Regions from separate parts of the Ovis aries genome. Here region 2 is linked to region 1. The links are chromatin contacts, called in public Hi-C maps. All regions are on one chromosome and are shown on one strand. Each heading gives the region's core, a stretch centred on a gene start, on an enhancer-like site or on the middle of the called end of the contact. The rest is flanking DNA. Distances are from core to core; before and after follow the strand shown.

Evidence for each region. A called contact is a pair of places that touch in the nucleus more often than the background predicts.
Region 2: a Hi-C map of liver shows a contact between it and region 1, with 2.9 times the contacts expected there. The contact joins two enhancer-like sites. A contact is called at or near these places in 2 of 16 Hi-C or Micro-C datasets (hypothalamus and liver).

Annotation. Positions count from the first base shown.
Region 1 is chr26:37,664,559-37,667,481 of ARS-UI_Ramb_v3.0, forward strand. LOC121818043 (a long non-coding RNA gene) reads right to left here. Exons shown (of 4, transcript XR_006058149.2): 4 at 1,024-2,923. Among named protein-coding and RNA genes, the nearest start is that of TRNAC-ACA, 6.0 kb to the left of the region's middle. Within about 2 kb of position 1,478, at least 10 of the 54 cell types and tissues checked have an H3K27ac peak or open chromatin away from gene starts, as enhancers often do. A contact at or near this core is called in liver, where this site is marked.
Region 2 is chr26:37,866,794-37,869,614 of ARS-UI_Ramb_v3.0, forward strand. The region is part of intron 3 of PSD3 (pleckstrin and Sec7 domain containing 3); the gene reads left to right. Among named protein-coding and RNA genes, the nearest start is that of PSD3, 180 kb to the left of the region's middle. Within about 2 kb of position 1,383, at least 2 of the 54 cell types and tissues checked have an H3K27ac peak or open chromatin away from gene starts, as enhancers often do. A contact at or near this core is called in liver, where this site is marked.

The DNA.
Region 1 (2,923 bases), core at 228-2,727:
CCTGTTGCTGAGGGGCACAGAGGAAGAAAAGGAGTACAGTTATACACGAATCCAACCTTTAAGGTTTTTTTCAGTGGTCTGCCCTTGCCTTTTCATTCAAAGCTGAAATTATCCAGCCACCAGAAATAGGACTTATCCTGAGTTATTTTTTTCTTTACCATTAAAAAAATTGAGTTATAGTTAATTTACAGTTTTGTGTTAGTTTCAGGTATACAGCAAAGTGACTCAGTTATATGTTTACATATCTATCTATTATTTTTCAGATTATTTTCCATTATTGGGTATCACAAGACATATAGTTCCCTGTGCTATACAGTAGGTCCTTGTCGTTTATTTTATATATAGTAGTGTGTATCTGTTAATCTCAAACTTATAATTTATCCACCCCCTTCTTCTCCTTCGGTAACCATAAGTTTGTTTTATGTAATATTTGTGTTTGTCTGACTTACTGAGTTTGATCATCTAGGTCCATCCATGTTGCCACAAATGGCATAATTTCATTCATTTTTTATGGTTGAGTATTATTCCATTGTGTGTATGTATAGTTGTTGTTATTTAGTCACTGTGTCTATATATATACACATACTATATATATAGTTGTTTAATCCTATAATTTAATATATTAGTATATTTTATATATTATATAATTTATTTATAGAAAATGTAGTTTTAAATTATATTTTCTATTTATATATTATTAATTAATTATATTAATATATTTAATTTTATATATAGTTGTTTAATCATTAAGTCATGTCTGACTCTTTGATGACCCCATGGACTGTAGCCCGCCAGGCTCCTCTGTCCATGGAACTTCCCAGGCAAGAATACTGGAGTGGGCTGCCATTTTATTCTCCAGGGGATCTTCCTGGACCAGAGAGTGAACCAGTGTCTCCTGCATTAGTAGGATTCTTTACCACTGAGCCACCAGGAAAGCATATATATATATATATATATATATATATATATACATATACATATACATATACATATACATATATATCACATACACACACACACATACATATACGCACACACTACATCTTTATTCATCTCGGACACATCTCATTAAGTAATACCACGGAACCTGAGGGAGGCTCCTGATCCTTCTAAGGAAATGAAGTCGTGCGGTAGTCTGGGAGGCAGGGGAAGGTATCCGGAGCACATGGATTTCACAGGAATCTCAGTCTCTGTGGAAACTTTCAGTAACAATGGAAGGACCTTCGATTTCCCAAATGTGCGTTTGAGAGCCAAACAGCCTTTGCTTGGAAGAACTCTAACACTTTCCCTCCCGAAACCACTGCTCTCAGCGGCGTTCTCAGCCTTGCGTTTCGTGGAGATTTTGTTATTGTTGCTGTCCTTAGGAAATCCATGCTACTGAAAAGGCTAACTGGAGCAGTACTGGTGTGGATGCGGAGGTCGGCACCAGCCTTCAGCCCCTGCGCGGGGACCCAGCGGCAGCAGGGAGTAACCGGCTGTTCCAGCAGGCCGCGCTGTAGGACTCCGGGACCACGTGTGCGCCCTGCAGTCGTGAAAGCAATCTCCGGGTTTGTTCAAGGACGGGGTCGCTGCCCGGGGCTTTATCCTGGGGCCCAGCAGCGCAGACGTGCAGACAAGGCACTCAGTAAGGGCCCCGCGGGGACGGGTGCCCGCAGCCCTCTGGGGCTGTCGTCCTGGGGCGGGAAGGGCAGGTGAACCCTTCCCTCCTCTGGTGCCCCGAGAATAATCGCTGGGACGCCAGAGATGCTGCGTGGGCAGAAACTGCGCTAACGGGGAAACGACAGAGGAGCCGAGTAATCCAAACAGCTTCAGTGCGAGCGGAGCCCCTGGAGATGCAGCGGTTCTTGATCAGAGGTTCGCTTCAGTGACACCCTGGGGGCAAAATCAGCATCCCTGGACCGCGCCCCTGCGCGCTGGGGGGCGGTCCGGGTGAGCTGCGGAGACTGTGTCCTCAGCCTCCAGGGCGATGCCGCGAGGGCTCCTGGCAGCTCTGCAAAGGTACCCTGCGTGGTGTCATCCTTGGCCCTCAGTGCGGGAGACAGATCACAGCTAGTGAGCTTCCACTCTTCCGAGTCAGTTTCCTCATCTGTAAAATGGACCAAGTGGCAGAGAAGGGCTAGTTGCTCAACCCCAGAGACCAGACTTGAGCTACAAGGAGGGCCCAGAGCTCTTGGTGTTGCTCCCCCTAACCCCCATCTCCATTCCCCCAAAGAAGTTCGGGGACCTAGTGGAGAGACGTGTCATTGCAGTTGAGAGCCAAACCATCTCCAGTAACAGTCATAATATAATGATGTCAGCAGGATGAACTTGGTCCTTTCTTCGAGGCTGGAAAGTATTAGGAAAAGGAGCCTCTTCCGTTTTAAAACTAGACATTTAATTTCCAAATACATAGGATTTTGTTTAAAGTACCTTTACTATTAATTTCTCACTGTGATACTAATTTCTCGTTTAAATGCCTTCTTCTCTGCGATCACCCTCTATTTTTTTCAGCCTAACTTTATTGAGGCTTTGATGGCTAAACTGAAGAGCTCTTTAGGTAAATGTCACATGGTGTTTGAAAATATATGGGTTAGTTTGAAATATCTTTTGATATTGATTTTCAGCATAATTCCACAGTGATAAGAGAGCACTCTCTATGATTTCAATACCTCTAGACTGTAAAGTTTTTGCACCTTGTTTCATGTCCCTGGATATGTTCCAGTGTCTCCTAGTTTACAGTCTATGGGAAATTGAATAGAATCCGTATCTTACTGTTGTGTGAAAACTGTATACATCTTAATTACATTGGATTGGTTAATAGTGCTTTTCTGGTCTACTATATTCTACTTCTCTGTACATGCATTCTATTAATTTTTGAGAGTTTGATACTGAAACTCCAACTAAAAAATTTTAACTTATCTACTTAAAAAATAATTGTAATAAT
Region 2 (2,821 bases), core at 133-2,632, 200 kb after region 1:
AAATATGTATGTACTTTGGCCTCCAGGCTCGTTTGTTTGAGGTTTATCTGAGGTGATGTTGTCATTTGGCAATTCTGAAAAGATTATTTCTTTGGGTTTGGGTTCGGTTAGCAGATGAGCTGGAGAAGGCAACTCCAGTACTCTTGCCTGGAAAGTCGCATGGATGGAGGAGCCTGGTAGGCTGCAGTCCATGGATGGGGTCGCTAAGAGTCGGACACGACTGAGCGACTTCACTTTCACTTTTCACTTTCATGCATTGGAGAAGGAAATGGCAACCCACTCCAGTGTTCTTGCCTGGATAATCCCAGGGATGGCGGAGCCCAGTGGGCTGCCGTCTGTGGGGTCTCACAGAGTTGGACACGACTAAAGCGACTTAGCAGCAGCAGCAGCAGGAGATGAGTAATGGATGGTAATCCTTCTCGATTTTTTAGACATGAATTCAGACATGACTGAAGTTTAGACAGTCTGAGAAATAATCTAGTGATCAGGAGGTGACCAAAGCCCCCTCACCTGAACATGTGATTCAGGCTCATAGACCTTGGGGTCCAGTCTCATGTCCCGTCACTGCTGCTTCTGTGGTTCTCAGCATTTAGGACCCCCCTGTGCAGTCGTGGAAACCCACTCCAGTATTCTTGCCTGGGGAATCCCACGGACAGAGCAGTCTGGCGGGCTCCAGTCCGTAGCATCGCAAAGAGTTGGACACGACTGCCGCTACTTAGCAGACATGCACCGCGTAGTTGGGTCAGGCAGAGAGGTCCCTGGCTTCCCCTTGACGTAAGTGGAGGTGTTTCCACGTTGAGTACTGCCACTCAGCTCTTCTGGAGCTCTTTCACAGTTAAATCAGCCGAACCTCAGTGTCGCGTGGTGCACGGTCCAGATGAAATGGCCCAAAGCGTTTGTTCTTGGCGTCCCTGCCTGGACAGCTTGTGGTATTCTTTGCAGTTTCAGAGATTTGCTGGAAAGAATTTTAGCAGTAGCATTATTATTATTGTTTTTTGTGAGTGTGTGTCCCTTTGTACCTTTCCGTGTTTCTGAGTTACATGTCCATCTTCCAAAGACGTTTTTCACAGACTCCAGTTTAAATAGTGTTGCTTGTAGTGGTTGCAGTGGTAATGTGAACTGCTGTCACACTTTGCAGAAAGGGGTAGTGGGGAGACGGGAGAGGAAAGAGACTTCCATCATGTAGTGAAGTTATTCTTAAGCTCGTTTACTGGATTCCCATGCCTCATTCGAAAATAAGGTGTTAACTCCCAACGCTAATAATGAATCTTTGCTTCTGCTATCTTATTTGTATAAAACAGCGCGTGTCCCTGCAATCCTTGTTTTCCACTGTGCCCAGAAGGTCAACTAACTGGGGCCCTGTTGGTGCCAGTGGACAGGATTTTGTTGACACTCCAGGACACAGAGGTGGCGGGGTGCCTTCCCTCTTGGGGACACCTGTGATATAAGGAAGGGAGTCACCAGCTTCTCTCCCCTGCCTCTGTGGGAACACCAGGCCCTGGCCGTGGCTAACCACTCATTTCTCCTGGCTTGTTTAACTGGGAACAGCCATCTGTTATTAATAGTTTGAAACTTGCTTTTCTCTGGTCACAGACCAGTAGATAAGTCAGAATAGTTTGTACATGTTGATGGACATTATGGGAAGTTTATCTTTGAGGTTAGGGTAAGTGGGAGAATGAACACTTTGACCTGAGCTGAAAGCTTTTTTCTTACATAGTAGTTTCAGGTAGGTTGTCTGAGAGGCAGCATTTTCCTTTAAGTTTCAAATGATGGCCTGACTTTTGGGAAAATGCTAATTTTATGTGATATTTTCAAGCATGATACATTGTTACAGTCACAGCTAATGTTTATTGAGATCTAGTCACTGTTTTAACACAGGTTACCTTGAGTCCCCATGACAGCCCCATGTGGTCAGTAGTGTCTGAAGTCTGGAGAAGTTAAGTAACACAGCTCAGTAAGCGGCAGAACTGAGATTTAAACTTGGCAGTCGAGTGATCTTCACCACCACTCTGCTTCTATGTCCTCAAAGTTAGCACTGTGCGCTGCGGGACTTTGGCTCTTGTATTCAGATTCTCTGGGTCTTGGAATCTGAAACTGGATGACTGATTTGTCAGCAAGCATTATTTTAGATGTCTGTTGGCTAAAATACTGGAAGCAGGATTGTTGTTTGGCTCAAGAGATGGAAATTGTATATTTTTCCTTCAAAAATACAGTGTCTAAAAGGATACTAAAGGGACTGTGTAAGGAATTCCATATATTTATAAGTACTTAATTGGAATTCAAATACAGCAGATTCACCATTTAAAATTGAATGTAAAGCTCACTCATTTTGACTTACAGTTACGTCACACGATGGAAGTGACCTAGACTTTTCTATACGTTTGAATATCAGTATGCTTTTCCTTGTTTTTTTTTTTTTTTTTTTTCTTCTAGGAAGCTGGGATTTAGGTTGTTGAGAGAGGGGTCTGAAACAATAGGAGGAGGGTGGGGGGCTGAGCCGAGGGCAGTCATAAGAAGGTCACGTGGCAGTTGCTCCCCGATTCTCTTGCCTTCTGTTCCCAGACCTCTGCTGAGAAAAAGCGACTTACAGAAATGAAGCAGGTTGGTTCTTCCTATGGCTCTTCAGTCTGTGGACAATGAAAGTGGAAACGTTTAAATAGACGGAGCTGTAGTTTCTTTTGCTTGGCCTTCACGTGACTACTGGTTAAGGACCAGTGGAACTGCTTTTCTCTGCGTATGATAACTTACAGGCTGTTTTGAATTTCATTTTTCAACAACTCTTACTTTCCAAGAAGTTGTTTGGTAAGCACAGTAGCATAAT